Regions from separate parts of the Sus scrofa genome. Here region 1 is linked to region 2. A link is a contact called in public Hi-C data. All regions are on one chromosome and are shown on one strand. Each heading gives the region's core, a stretch centred on a gene start, on an enhancer-like site or on the middle of the called end of the contact. The rest is flanking DNA. Distances are from core to core; before and after follow the strand shown.

Evidence for each region. Hi-C and Micro-C count contacts between places; a contact is called where the count stands out from the background.
Region 1: a contact with region 2 is called in a Hi-C map of liver, with 4 times the contacts expected there. The contact joins the promoter of NFS1 here to the promoter of ERGIC3 in region 2. A contact is called at or near these places in 1 of 5 promoter capture datasets (fetal skeletal muscle), 2 of 47 Hi-C or Micro-C datasets (heart right ventricle and liver) and 1 of 2 datasets of contacts at active chromatin or transcription factors (alveolar macrophages).

The regions. Positions count from the first base shown.
Region 1 is chr17:39,027,834-39,030,593 of Sscrofa11.1, forward strand. NFS1 (NFS1, cysteine desulfurase) reads right to left here and starts at 1,345. Exons shown (of 13, transcript NM_001136510.1): 1 at 1,185-1,345; 2 at 452-561. The coding sequence starts at 1,281. ROMO1 (reactive oxygen species modulator 1) reads left to right here and starts at 1,388. Exons shown (of 3, transcript NM_001097462.2): 1 at 1,388-1,445; 2 at 1,635-1,765. The coding sequence starts at 1,635.
Region 2 is chr17:38,883,325-38,886,228 of Sscrofa11.1, forward strand. ERGIC3 (endoplasmic reticulum-Golgi intermediate compartment protein 3) reads left to right here and starts at 1,506. Exons shown (of 14, transcript XM_021078263.1): 1 at 1,506-1,591; 2 at 2,125-2,195; 3 at 2,315-2,402; 4 at 2,622-2,741. The coding sequence starts at 2,148.

The DNA of each region.
Region 1 (2,760 bases), core at 95-2,594, 140 kb after region 2:
GCTGCGGCTGTGGCATAGGCAGGCAACTGTAGCTCCAATTGGACCCCTAGCCTGGGAATCTCCGTATGCTGCAGGTGCCGCCTAAAAAGACAAAAGACAAAAGACAAAAGACAAAAAAAAAAAAAAAAAAAAAAAATTTTAAATAACCTATTCCATACTTGCACAAATCCACAGTAAGTGGATTAGTGCAGCTAATTCCAGATCCTATGCTTTAAACTACTACGAGTGCCTCCACTGAAGTGATTTGACCAAGGTCAACAGCTTGTAAGTAGCAAAGCCATTTCTAGTGGATTACAACTCAAGCTTCCTCACTCCTGGTTCATTGCATTTCCCAACATACACTTCTCAATGGCTCTCACTTCTACAGAGATTCAGCCATTTCTGTGCACTGCCACTTCTATGGTATAATTCCTATAAACAGTCCTGGGGAAAGCTGTCCCTCCATCCTTACCAGAGGAGTTGTAGCTTGCACATCCATATACAGAGGCCGCAGCACTGGCTCTGCCTCCGGAGCAGTGACTGCATCCGAGGGAACAGCAGACTGGGGAGCATGGTCTACAACTGACAAAAAAATGGAAGGGAGTGGCCAAGTGAGAGAGAATGCAACTTTGTACATAGAACATCCAAGAGAGCAGAAGGTAAAAGCTGGATCAAGGTGTGTTAAGTTGAAAGGATACTGAGGTCGAATCTCAACGTAAAAGGAAACAAAACATCAGAAAACTTGAGCAGAGCTTAAAAAGAGGTGAGGGAGAGAGAAAGAGTTCAGGGAGGGGGATGTTGAGACATTAAAATTGCATTGTTGGGAGTGGTGAGACCTGTGAAAGAGCAAAGCCATTGAGAATGAATGTGGAGACCATAGGTCAGGGTTTTTCTTCAAAGGTTAGGAGCTGGACGACCAGCATCTCTAAAATTTGGGCAGGAGAGGTCCTAAGGCCAAGCTTCAAGGGCTCTGAGGGCCTGCGGGGCCGGATCTGAAGTGCGGGAGGGGGAGGGGGCGCGCAGCGAACTCAACCGTTCAGAGGGCCGGCCTGAGAAAGTTTGAGGGGTGCACCTAAGAGGAAGAGTCAGAGGGGCCGGGTAGCTGGCGGAAGAGGGACGCTCCTGAATATTCAGTTGCGCCATATCACACAAGGGAAAGATCGGCGTCGCCAGAGAAGTGTCAGCGAGCGGGCCAGGGAGCGTACCGCGCAGGCGCAGCCCCCGAGTGGGCGACTTGGCCCTCGGCCTGGCAGCGGCGAGCACGGCTGCGGCCACCCGCCTCGAAGCGGTTCGCAGTAGCATGATCCTGGCGGCAGAAGCCCCCGCCCGAAGCGGCCGCGGTCCTCGGCTACCGAATCCCGGAAGTACAACTCCGCGCTCCGGAAGCGATTCTCGGAGCTGTGCTATACGCTCCGCCTCGCGTTCGGTGTGAGACGTAGAACTCAGCGACTGAGGCCACGAGCGAGGTGAGGTGGGGGTGCCGCGGCGCGGGGACTCAAACGCTAAGAGGGCAATGGAGTCGGGCTACACCCTTATTTCCCCTTACAGATTTCCCCGAGCCCTTGGGCCCACTCTTCACCCTAGCTCCTCCCGCCCCCGCTCTGGTCTCTGGCTGGCGGCTAGGCCCGTACTTCCCTAACCTTCCAACCCCGCAGATGCCTGTGGCCGTGGGGCCTTACGGACAGTCCCAGCCAAGCTGCTTTGACCGCGTGAAGATGGGCTTTGTGATGGGTTGCGCCGTGGGCATGGCGGCAGGGGCGCTCTTCGGCACCTTTTCCTGTCTCAGGTGAGGGGGGCGGGCGGTGATCTCTGGGCGGGACTACCAGACTTTCTCGGTCCACACCACTCACCACTCGACCTGCAGCCAGGATAAGAGCCTACTTACTCCAATTCCCTCTGGCCTTTAACGAGCCAGATTTTCTAAACACCTTCAGTCTGGGAGGACAGGTTGGAAGCCTAAATGGTTGAATATGAGCTCTGACTTTAAAACGCTCTCTGGCCCTTACTCATTCTGTAACCTTAGGGAAATTGGAGCTTGCGTTTCATGTGTAAAGTGAGGTCTGTAACTGCTACCTCATAGTTTAAAGGATCAAATCAGAGCACACACAGAATGTGGCATATGTCATGTGCTCAATAAATTGTATTCCTATTGTGTTAAATATTATATTTATTTCCAATTGCACATAGCAAACTTGCTGATTAATTTCACCTTTCTGGGAGTAGAATGTAGAATGTCATTTTCACACCTAAGAGAGACTGTATGGATCTTAATAAATTAAAAATTACTATTTAGTTCCTGTTGTGGCTCAGTGGAAATGAATCCGACTAGGAACCATGAGTTTGCGGGTTCAATCCCTGGCCTCGCTCAGTGGGTTAAGGACCTGTTGTTGCTGTGGCTGTGGTGTAGGCCAGCAGCTGTAGCTCCAACTGGACCCCTAGCCTGGGAACCTACATATGCTGGGGGTGCGGCCCTAAAAAGTAAAAAAAAAAAAAAAAAAGAAAAAAAAAAACCATTTATCGAGCACTTAGTGCCCATCTCTGTGCTGAATGCTGTTAACAACCCTGTTATGATCCCTATTTTACACTTGACACAGCCTGTGAATTGCTAATCTAGTTCTGGAATCCATGTATGACTCCCCAATCACTGTTTTAATGTCGTCTAAAAGACAGATGTTAACCAGATCATATATACTCGGGAGGTAAAAGCAGCACAAAAATACAGTTTCCCTTTCCATGTTCTTTACACTGTTTCTGCTGCCTCCCACAATCTGAAGACAGTTG
Region 2 (2,904 bases), core at 256-2,755:
GAGACTGCTAGACACGTGGGAGTTCTCCTGTGTTCCCTTACCCTGCTGCCCTCTGCCCAGGTGCCCCTTTTCAATACTTTTGTTTTGTTAGTAGGTATGTCTCCTCAGACAATTGATTTCTGAGTGTTTTGACAAGAGCCCATTCTCAGGCCCTTGAAAGGGTCCCCCTTCTGGTAACAAATGGGCACAGAATGGACATGAGGCAGAAAGGAGAGGACAATTTCTGTTATGGTTGTCCCTAGGCATCTATCTGAGAATAAACTTCTCTTGCACTTGGTGATGGTAGCTAATGCATGGAAAAGACCCAGGCTCGGGAGACAGAAAAACCAGACTTTGGACCCCAGCTTTGCCCCATTAACTACCTCCATAACCTTGGGCAAAATCCATTTCTTTGCTTCCTCATCTATAAAGTAAGGTTTGAAATAGCACCTACTTCCCAGGGTTGTTCTGATGTAGAATGGATGACAGCAGTTGGCATATTGTCAGTTTTCAGTTAATATGAATTAGTCCTTTCCTTCTCCCCTTCCTGGCAAACTCCAGGGACAGAAGGGGGACTCAAGCTTCTCTTGAGTCAGACTACTACAAGGCACCCAGCTTGTGTCCCATCTCCTATCCCTGGAAGCGTTCCCTAACCCAGTTTATCAGTCACTTTTTCCCAGGAACTCTGCCCACTGTCTGCTGTACCATCTCTTATCAAAGCTCTGGTCTGGAGTTCCCGTGGTGTCTCTGTGGGTTAAGAACCTGATGTGTCAGGTTCAATTCCTGGCCTCGCTCAGTGGGTTAAGTCTCCTGCATTGCTACAAGCTGAGGCAGAGGTCACAGATGTGGCTCAGATCCAGTGTTGCTGAGGCTGTAGCAGAGGCCAGCAGCTGAAGCTCAGGTTCCACCCCTAGCCCAAGAACTTCCATATGCCACAGGTGCAAGCTAAAAAAAAAAGCTCCTGAAATGATGCCACTGAAATGATTTCACCATGCACCTCTACTAGCCATGCACTGAGAGGCTGTTTGGGTAAAATCAACCCAAAGGCCCTGGTCTCAGAGCACTTTGAGGTCCAGAAGTTTGGAACCAGGCCTTGCCAATTAATGCTGTGATTTAGGACAAGTTACTTAGCTTCTCCATGCCACAGTTTCTCCTCCAGAATATGGATATAAAAGTCACACCTAGGAGTTCCTGCTGTTGGACAGTGGGTTAAGAATCCAAGTGCAGCGGCTCAGGTAACTGTGGAGGCAGGAGTTGGATACCCAGCCCTGCCCTGTGGCTTAAAGAATCTGGCATTGAGAATCTGGCATTGTCGCAGCTTTGGCAAAGATTCAATCCCTGGCCTTGGGTGTAACCATTTAAAAAAAAAAAAAAAAGTCACATCTACTTTACAGGGGTGATTCTAAAATTCTAACTGCAATTCACCTGGGAACAATTCCTAGCGTTTCTGATTCAGCAGGTTTGTGTTAGGGCACGATAATTTGCGTCTCTGATTAGTTTCAGGTGATAATGAGGCTGCCGGTGGGGGACACTTTGAGAACCATTGTTCTAGGAGGTTCCAAGTTGTTCCAAGGGTCTGGTGTGAAACTCGGGGCGCAATTCCCGGCATAAGGTAAGTGAATGATGCTATTATTGTGCCTACGTAGCAGATTCCCCCTCGGGTTATCCTGCTCCAAATAAGGAACCCCACCCGCCCCACCGGAGCTCAAGATCCCGGCCTTGAAGGCAGCGCAGAACACAAATAAGACCGGCACCCAGAGGGCGGGGCGACCCGAGTGAGAACGCGAGAGAGGGGTGGGGCCAAGCGTGAGATTTTCTGCGCCTGCGTGAGGAAAGAGAGGGGGCGTAGCTCAAGCGCTCGGCCGGAAGCGGCAGGCCGCGGGGGCGGGTCCGCTGGCGTCCCCTTTCCGGCTGGTCCCCATGGAGGCGCTGGGGAAGCTGAAGCAGTTCGATGCCTACCCCAAGACTCTAGAGGACTTCCGGGTCAAGACCTGCGGGGGCGCCACGGGTAGGCCGTGGCGGGGTCAGGGTCGCTGGGAGAGAGGTCTCCTAGAGTTTGGCCGTGGCTCCTGGAACCTGCCCGGCCTGCTGGGGGCTGAGGGAGTGGAACAGAGGCCGTTCTGACTCTCGCTCTTTGCCCTGCAGTGACCATTGTCAGTGGCCTTCTCATGCTGCTACTCTTCCTGTCTGAGCTGCAGTATTACCTCACCACTGAGGTAAGGGGCGGTGCCTAGCACGTGGGCGGGGCTTGGCATTCTAGGAATATGAGATTTAGTGATGGGAAGAGGAAAGGAAAGGCTTGGGGCCAACTCTTACTGAGGTTGTGCTGCCCCAGGTGCATCCTGAACTCTACGTGGACAAGTCCCGGGGAGATAAACTGAAGATCAACATCGATGTGCTTTTCCCGCACATGCCTTGTGCCTGTGAGTACCTCGCCATAGGTGGGAATTGCAGGTTCCAGGGTTCTCAGGTGGGCCTCCAGGTTCAAGCCTCCAGTCTTAGGTTCCAGACTGGACCCCAGGACAACCTCCTTCCCCTCATCCACTGCTGCCCCAAGACAAGCCCAGCATCCCCTCACCCTCCAAAACCCAGATTCCCTGTCTTTAGGATCCCAGTCCCTTACCCTGACTTCCTGCTTCCAGATCTGAGCATCGATGCCATGGATGTAGCTGGGGAACAGCAGCTGGATGTAGAACACAACCTGTTCAAGCAGCGGCTAGATAAGGATGGCATCCCCGTGAGCTCAGAGGCGGAGCGTCATGGTAAATGGGGGCAAGAGGCCAGATATCAAATTCCAGAGCTGGGCTCTTCCAAGCCCTACTTTCTGGCAAGTGGGTGTGGCCAGCCCAGTGACAAAAGAAGCAACTAGAACCCACAGAAGTCAAGTGGCTTTGCCTAGGGTCCCCCCTCCCCCACCGGCCCCGT